Linked DNA regions of Sus scrofa: region 1 is linked to region 2. The links are chromatin contacts, called in public HiChIP or PLAC-seq maps. All regions are on one chromosome and are shown on one strand. Each heading gives the region's core, a stretch centred on a gene start, on an enhancer-like site or on the middle of the called end of the contact. The rest is flanking DNA. Distances are from core to core; before and after follow the strand shown. Region 1 overlaps LOC106506135 (a long non-coding RNA gene). Region 2 has its middle 18 kb from the start of PRLHR.

Region 1 (3,691 bases), core at 873-3,372, 200 kb before region 2:
AGGTCCCCACCTTTCTTCCAGTGGCAGTTCATGTGCCTGTCACAGCTCACACTGGACAGGGCTCCCAGGGAAGCTGGTTGGACTTGGCCTCTGCCCTCTGGGAGTTTGTCTAGACCATGGTTTTCCAGGAAGCTGTGACTCACCCTGCCTTCAGCCACCTGCCAGGTGCTGGCCTGGCTGGAGGCCAGTGGGTTGAGTTCTGGGAGAAGGCAGGAAAGCCTCTGGGGGAGGGGAGCAGGAAGGGAGATGATGGTGATTCGGAGCAGCTGCTGGCCTTGGTGCTTCCCTGTGGCTCTGGCCCAGACTGGCTGGGGGGCACTGCAGCATTACCTGCCACACTCCCCTGCCCTCTGCTTCAGCCACAGCTGGACGCGTCTCTCCAAACTTGCCTTCTGAGCCTTCGTCTCTGCACTTGGAGGACATTTCGGAAAAAGCCTCCCTACTCCTTCTCAGCAGGACAGGACAGAGCTGATGGTCCTAGTGGACCAAAACCACAGGGGAGGAGAAGGCAGACCTGTTTATTGCTTGTTTATTTTCTGTGAGGCCCTTACCTGGTGATCCGCATAAATTGTCCCCTGGAGTTCCTGTGTGGCTCAGTGGGTGAAGGATCTGGCATTGTCACTGCAGGGGCTCAGGTTGCTGCTGTGGCGTGGGTTCAGTCTCCAGCCCCGGAACTTCTGTGTGCTGCGGCACTCTGTAACCTGTCTCTAGGATTAGTGTTTCCAGACTCCTCTAACCAGGATCCACACCTGTACAACACTTATGAACCATACTGCAGCCAGGTGCCAGGAAAAAAGGAACTGGCACAGCTGCAAAGTCAGAAAGCCCTGGCTTCGGAACCGGCAGGCACCATGTATGAGCTGCCTGGCTATTGGCACACTTAGAAGCTTTGAGCCTCAAATTCTTCATCGAGATTGGGGTGACAGTAAAACAAGGGGGTTTCAGTAAAACAAGTTCATGTACTGGCCAGGTGTGATGGTTCCGTTTTTGGTCCACTAGACTGGGTCGTGGGATATCCAGATATTTGGCCAAACACTTGTAGGTGTGTCTGTGAGGGTGTTTCCAGAAGAGATGAGCATTTGAATTTGGCGGACTCAAATAACTAAATAATCCAGGCTACACCTAATTGAACTGTGAATACAGGCTTCATTTATCTGGAGTTTTGCTTCAAAGAACTACTTTTGTTAAGGCAGCCCTGCGTCTTATGACAGTAACTGAAGCCACTGAGAAATGACTCCACTGTGATATTTAGCAAATTATTTTTATCTGATGGGTAAACTCACATTAGTGCAGCTGTTCATGTCGAAGAGAAGGGAACAGAGTGAGGGGTGTTTGGGGCGCCTGCTGGGCTCGCTTCATCAAAGGTGCCTTGTTGTCTGGTGTCTGTCTCCGGTTGTGCTATTTCTGCGGGGCTGAGTTGTCACTGACGTGTCGCTGGTGGCAATAATAAAACTTAAAGAAAGTGGGAGTATCCTGGTTCAGTGAGAGGGCCTGGACTAAACAGGTGAGGCAGTTTTCTGCATGAAGGAGGGCCTTGGCTCCAATTTCACTTTCCCAAGCCTCATGCCAGACAGGCTTCCCACCCCTGCATCGCGTGTTCTTTTTTTCCTGCATAACTCATGCCCAAGGCAGAGAACACCAGCTGCCTCCTCCACTGGCCGGTTGGGTCACCTGCCACTGGCACTGAGCTCCTCCAGCAGAGGTCCCTCCGGAATCATCGCCTTCATAATTGCTCTTCCCTCGGCAGGATTCTTCCCTAGGCTTCCCCTGGCTTTCCCAGGGCATGTGCGTGGCTGTCTCCTCACCATTCAGGCTGCCGCTGAAATGTCACCTCCTCAGAGAAGCCCTCCCTGACCCCACCAGGGAGGTAGCCCCCACCCCACCAGCGGTCTCATCCAAGGTCAGCCAAGTGAGTGAGCCGTTTCAGACACCTGGCTCAGCCTAGCTGCAGGTGGCTGCAGCTGTCGCCACATTGGACTATAAGGACAGGAACAGCCAAGTGAGAACCGCTCAGCTGAGCCTCGTCAACTCACTGAGCGTCGTCACCCCCTGTGGTAAAGCCACTGAGTGTTAGCTAGTTTCCTCATCACAACTCTGGGAGGACGGACATTCTTCCTCCCTTTAGAAAGGAGGAAGCAGAGCCACGGAGAGGCGAGTCAGCCCCCACAATCATGCCGCGAGGCCTGAAGCTCCTTATTGTGTCGAGGGGAAACTCAGGTTCTGAGGGATTAGAAAGACTGGCCAGGAGTCCCCCGCTGGTGGCTGCCCAATGGGTTCAAGGCTGGAGCTCCCTGCCCCCACCCTCTCCATGGCTCTGCCCTTCCTGTCGAGCGTGGCTCTTTTCCAGCCCAGCTTCTGCATGTCTCCCCCCGCCCCCCCGGCCCTTTCCAGGGAGCCCCTCCCTCCCTGAACAAGCAGCAGGGGCTAAAATTTTGTGCACGTGGCACTAGGAACCGAGCCGGGCGAAAATAAATCCCAGATGGAGCAAAGAGCTAAACAAACAAACAACTAGAATAGAATCTTTGCAGAAAATATAAGAGAATATTTTTGTCATTCTCGGGAGTGTCAGCTTTCCTCACCGAGTCACAAAACCCAGAGGCTCCCAAGGAAAAGCCTGACATCCTTGACGATATACAGCGAGAAAACCTTCAGATTGACAGAGGCCCTTGAGTAGAGTGAAGCACAACCACAGACCAGAGAAAATTGTTTTCTTCATATCCAACAGAGAATTAAGTTTCAAAATAGTCAATGAAGAGTTCCCATCATGCTAATGAATCCGACTAGTAACTAGGAGGTTGCGGATTCGATCCCTGGGCTTGCTCAGTGGGTTGGGGATCTGGCATTGCCGTGAGCTGTGGTATATGTAGGTCGCAGACTCAGCTTGGATCTGGCATTGCTGTGGCTATGGTGTAGGTCAGCAGCTGCAGCTCTGATTGGACCCCTAGCCTGGGAACTTCCATATGCCTCATGTGTGGCCCTAAAAAGCAAAATAAATAAATAAATAAATAATTAAAATAAAAAAAAGAATATTCAATGAGGGAGTTCCCATCATGGCTCAGTGGTAATGAATCCAACTAGTATCCAAGAGAGTGCAGATTTTATCCCCGGCCTTGCTCAGTGGGTTAAGGATCCGGCATTGCCATGAGCTGTGGTGTAGGTCGCAGACACGGCTCGGATCCTGGGTTGCTGTGACTGTGGGGTAGGCTGGCAGCTGTAACTCTGATTAGACCCTTAGCCTGGGAACCTTCATATGCTGTGGGTGTGGCCTTAAAAAGAAAAACAAACAAAGAAACAATATTCAACGTTGAGCAGAGACAGCTTCCTCACACCCCCAAATAAAAACCATAGTTTAGTGTTAGGTTTGCCGAGGGAGGAACGCACAAGGCCAAGGTGGTCAAGCAACAGAGATTGATGAAGGCATCAGAGGGGCACGGGCTGAGCTCAGGATGGTGCCAGCCCTGACTGTGAGGAGGTGCCAGGCTTATAAAGGACCTGTGCTGGGAATCTGGCTGAATGGAGTTCATGGCGGGAATGTGGGGCAGGAAGGATGAAGGAGGGGAAGGTCAAGGGCGGGTTAGGGGGTCGAGTCCCATGACAGAGGGCACTGAATCCTTGCGGGAGGTTAATCTATGCAGGCGGTTGTTTTCCACAGGCCGTTGTTGCTTGCTGCCCAACTCAGCCTCCACATTCG
Region 2 (3,332 bases), core at 680-3,179:
GTTCTCTGGCCCTGCTTGGTTCAATTCCAAATGCATTACTTTTATCTTGTTCATTTGATCCAATTAGCTCATTAGGCCCAATTAGCATAATGTCATTGACCATGGGCCAGCACAGATGATGTTTTGTTGGCTGTTCGTTCATTATGCTAGAAAGCAGAAGAGTTAACCTAGTCCTAGGACAAGACCATAAAATGAATGCTAAATGTTACTGTTTCAGATTTTTCTGTTCTGATAGGGAAGGAAAAGAATGCATTTGGATCAAAGGCAATAGACCAAGCTAATCATTTCTAGCAAAGATTCCATATGTAGCACAGCAGGTGAAATTTATACCACTACTTGGTTGAATTTTGCAGTATTCCTATGTCACCTTCCAGGATCCACCTAGTTTTTACAGGGCCCAAATGGAGATAATGAATACTCACCATCTCTGCAGCCTTTGGGTCTTTAGGGGTGGCATTAATATGTGCTACTTCTGGAATACAATATTGCTTTTGATTTACTAGTTGGGCAGAGGGAGGCTGCTTCAGAGTTTTCCAAATGGCTACATTCCGACAGCTCTTAGCCCACAGGCCATCGTACCATTGTGGGGGTTATGCTAACTATCAAGTGAGTTTAATTTTTATTTGGGGACCACAGAAATGAACACCAGGTGAATCCACGGACCCCGTGGGCCTATTGTGAGTCAGATCTGGCCATTTACTACCTGGATCCCATATGACCCCAATTCTAGTAGGGGACACAGTGAAGCTTTGGGTCTCCATGTATCAATGTCCACTGGGATCCTGTAGTCAATGATCTTGAACTTTCCCCCTGTTTTCTGAAATTTGTGCTATTTCTAGTTTTTAGACGTTTATTTATGATGTGTCTTGGCACGGATTTCTTTGTCCTGTTTGGTGTTTTCTCAGCAACTTGATTCTGTAAGTTTAGGGCTTTCTCATTTTGGAAGTTTTTAGCCAGTATTTCTTCTACTGCTTTTTGGCCTCATCCTCTGTCTTTGCCTTCCCAGGACTCTGACGGTGTTAGATCTTCTGTTATAGCCCCGCAGGTCTCTACTCATTTTTTTTTTTTCAGTCTATTTTTCTATTTTTGCTTCTGTTTTATCAGATGTTTTTAGGTGCACAAAATAAAACACATAGGTTTACCAATTATGTTAAAGCATGGTTATCAGAATATTAAAAAACCCACATATGGGATATTTTAATATGTCAATTTCTTTATGAATATATTAAATAAAAATATCTGGTGGTAGGTCTAATGGGCGCTGTAATATTGAAGCCGTGATTTGCGTTAGTGGTATTTTGAGAATCTGCCACAGTGTCAAACGATGTGTGATTTCTCCCAACGACAGGGTCCCTGATGTCTCTTAGTTGTTTCTGCCTTTCCTAACTGAAGGAAATTCCAAATTGTAGTTATCGTGAGTCAAAAATAAAGGTCCATTATTTTCTGATCCCACAGACTCACTGAATTCTTGACCCTGGATAACAACCTCTGCTTTTAAGGATAAAACAGAACCACAGCAGCAAACCCGATAGGCAGAGATTTCTGGCAGACACTTAAAAAAAAAGTCATTTGAGATCAGAAGCCCAACAGTGTTCAATAAATAGGACGATCAGGTCAGGGCAGCCAAGAGCACAGCTGGATCCAATTAGGGGCTGACAGGATGCCAGGGTGTGGAGGTTGGCACCAGATGGCAGAGAGTCCTGCTCCCCGGACTCATGGATGCTGCATCAGTCAATTGGGGAAGCTCAGCAAAGCCTGGTCTTGCTGGTCACCCAGGAGAGACTCCTTTGGAGAAGATGGGTCTTTGGCAATGAACGGGGCAGCTTGGAAAGAAGACAGCCTCCCATCCTTCTTCTGACAACCAGCCAATTACCCACTCTGCGCCTGTTCCTGCTGCATAAAAGTGATTTTTCTTCTGAGGACATTGTGTTCTGTGCTCCGGCATCCAGGGCCTGACTCCCACACAATGACCGTCTGCCGGGAGCCCCAGATTGGATTGGCAAACGCATGTGTTTTTTACAAAAGGCAGGGTGGCTTTGTGAAGGCTTGAAGGGGCGCGAGATGCTACGTCTGCAGGAAAATCAAATAAGCTCCCCAATCTACAAGTTGCCAGTTTGATCCTATTTGTCTGGGGCAGGCCTGATGCGATTTGAAGGGTGGTGCAAGTTTCCTTTGCCCCTTCCTTGCCTTTTTCTCTTTTTCATTAAAGTTATAAATAACTGTGCCTCGCATTTTAATGAAAGGGAGTGGTGTGAACAACCAGAGGCTTTGGGAGGAAACCTGAAATAATAGTGCAGTTGCTAAGAAACGGGGCTGGACAAGTTAATTTTGTTGGCATAACATCTCCTCGTTATTTAATCTCCTACCGTATTCATTTCATCCATCTGTCACCATGTCACTGAAGCTGGGAGGAACTGTTAATTGCTACACCAAGGTGGAGAACAGACCTGTCCAAAGCTTGTGTAAATTTCAACTCTCAGAGTGGGGCCCTGAGATTTGATTTGACTGCGGGAGGGCCCACCCTTTCCTAAGGCGGGGGCCTTATCACTCTGCCAGACCAAGCTCTCGTGCACCCCAGCAGTGGCTCCAGACCCTGGATGGACATTATTTACATGGGGTGCTTTGAAAAAAAGACCAATGTTTGCGCCCCTTCCCGAGGATTCTGATGTAATTGGCCTAGGGGTGGGGTTCAGGAACGGGATTTTTTTTTTTTTCCCCCTGCACCCAAGGCATGTGGACATTCCTGGGCCAAGGATCAAGCCTGTGCTACAGCAACCACCCAAGCCGCAGCAATGACAACACTGGATACATAAGCCATTGAGCCACCACGAAACGTCCCAGGCATGGGATTTTTTTAAAAAAAGCTCCCCTAAGTGATTTTAACAGGCTACCCAAGCAAAGAACCACTGATTTGTAGAATTGCCACCGTTCCACTGATGTCTACTTTCAAAGTTCCAGAGCCTCTCAGATTTTTTTTTGCCTCCCAGATTTTTTTTGTGTGTCAGTTTCTTCTCACTTCACATATAGTAATGCTGATAATGAGAGCTCACTGGGCGTGGGGCATTTTACTATGTTTTTAACCCGTATGACCTCTTGAATTCTTACCATAATCTTATAAAGTGGATATTTTTGTTGGCCCCATTTTATAGACAAGGACACATGCTCAGAGGGGTTCAGTGCCCCGCAGCCAAGTGACAGATCCAGGATTTGGACATGGGTCTTGCTCCAAAACTCAACCAGTTGTGCCGATGGCTTCTGAGCCCACAGGAGAACCCGCTGGTCCACTCTTATAGGCTCAGGCCCACCCGTGCTTGGAACGAGCTCTGTCCTGG

The links. HiChIP or PLAC-seq counts read pairs in DNA pulled down with a chosen protein or histone mark.
Region 1: a contact with region 2 is called in an H3K27ac HiChIP or PLAC-seq map of alveolar macrophages. The contact joins two enhancer-like sites. A contact is called at or near these places in 1 of 5 promoter capture datasets (liver), 26 of 47 Hi-C or Micro-C datasets (adipocytes, alveolar macrophages, blood and 14 more) and 1 of 2 datasets of contacts at active chromatin or transcription factors (alveolar macrophages).

Annotation. Positions count from the first base shown.
Region 1 is chr14:128,801,967-128,805,657 of Sscrofa11.1, reverse strand. The region is part of intron 5 of LOC106506135 (a long non-coding RNA gene); the gene reads left to right. Among named protein-coding and RNA genes, the nearest start is that of CACUL1, 55 kb to the right of the region's middle. Within about 2 kb of position 2,122, at least 9 of the 83 cell types and tissues checked have an H3K27ac peak or open chromatin away from gene starts, as enhancers often do.
Region 2 is chr14:128,599,523-128,602,854 of Sscrofa11.1, reverse strand. No RefSeq gene overlaps it. Among named protein-coding and RNA genes, the nearest start is that of PRLHR, 18 kb to the left of the region's middle. Within about 2 kb of position 1,929, at least 4 of the 83 cell types and tissues checked have an H3K27ac peak or open chromatin away from gene starts, as enhancers often do.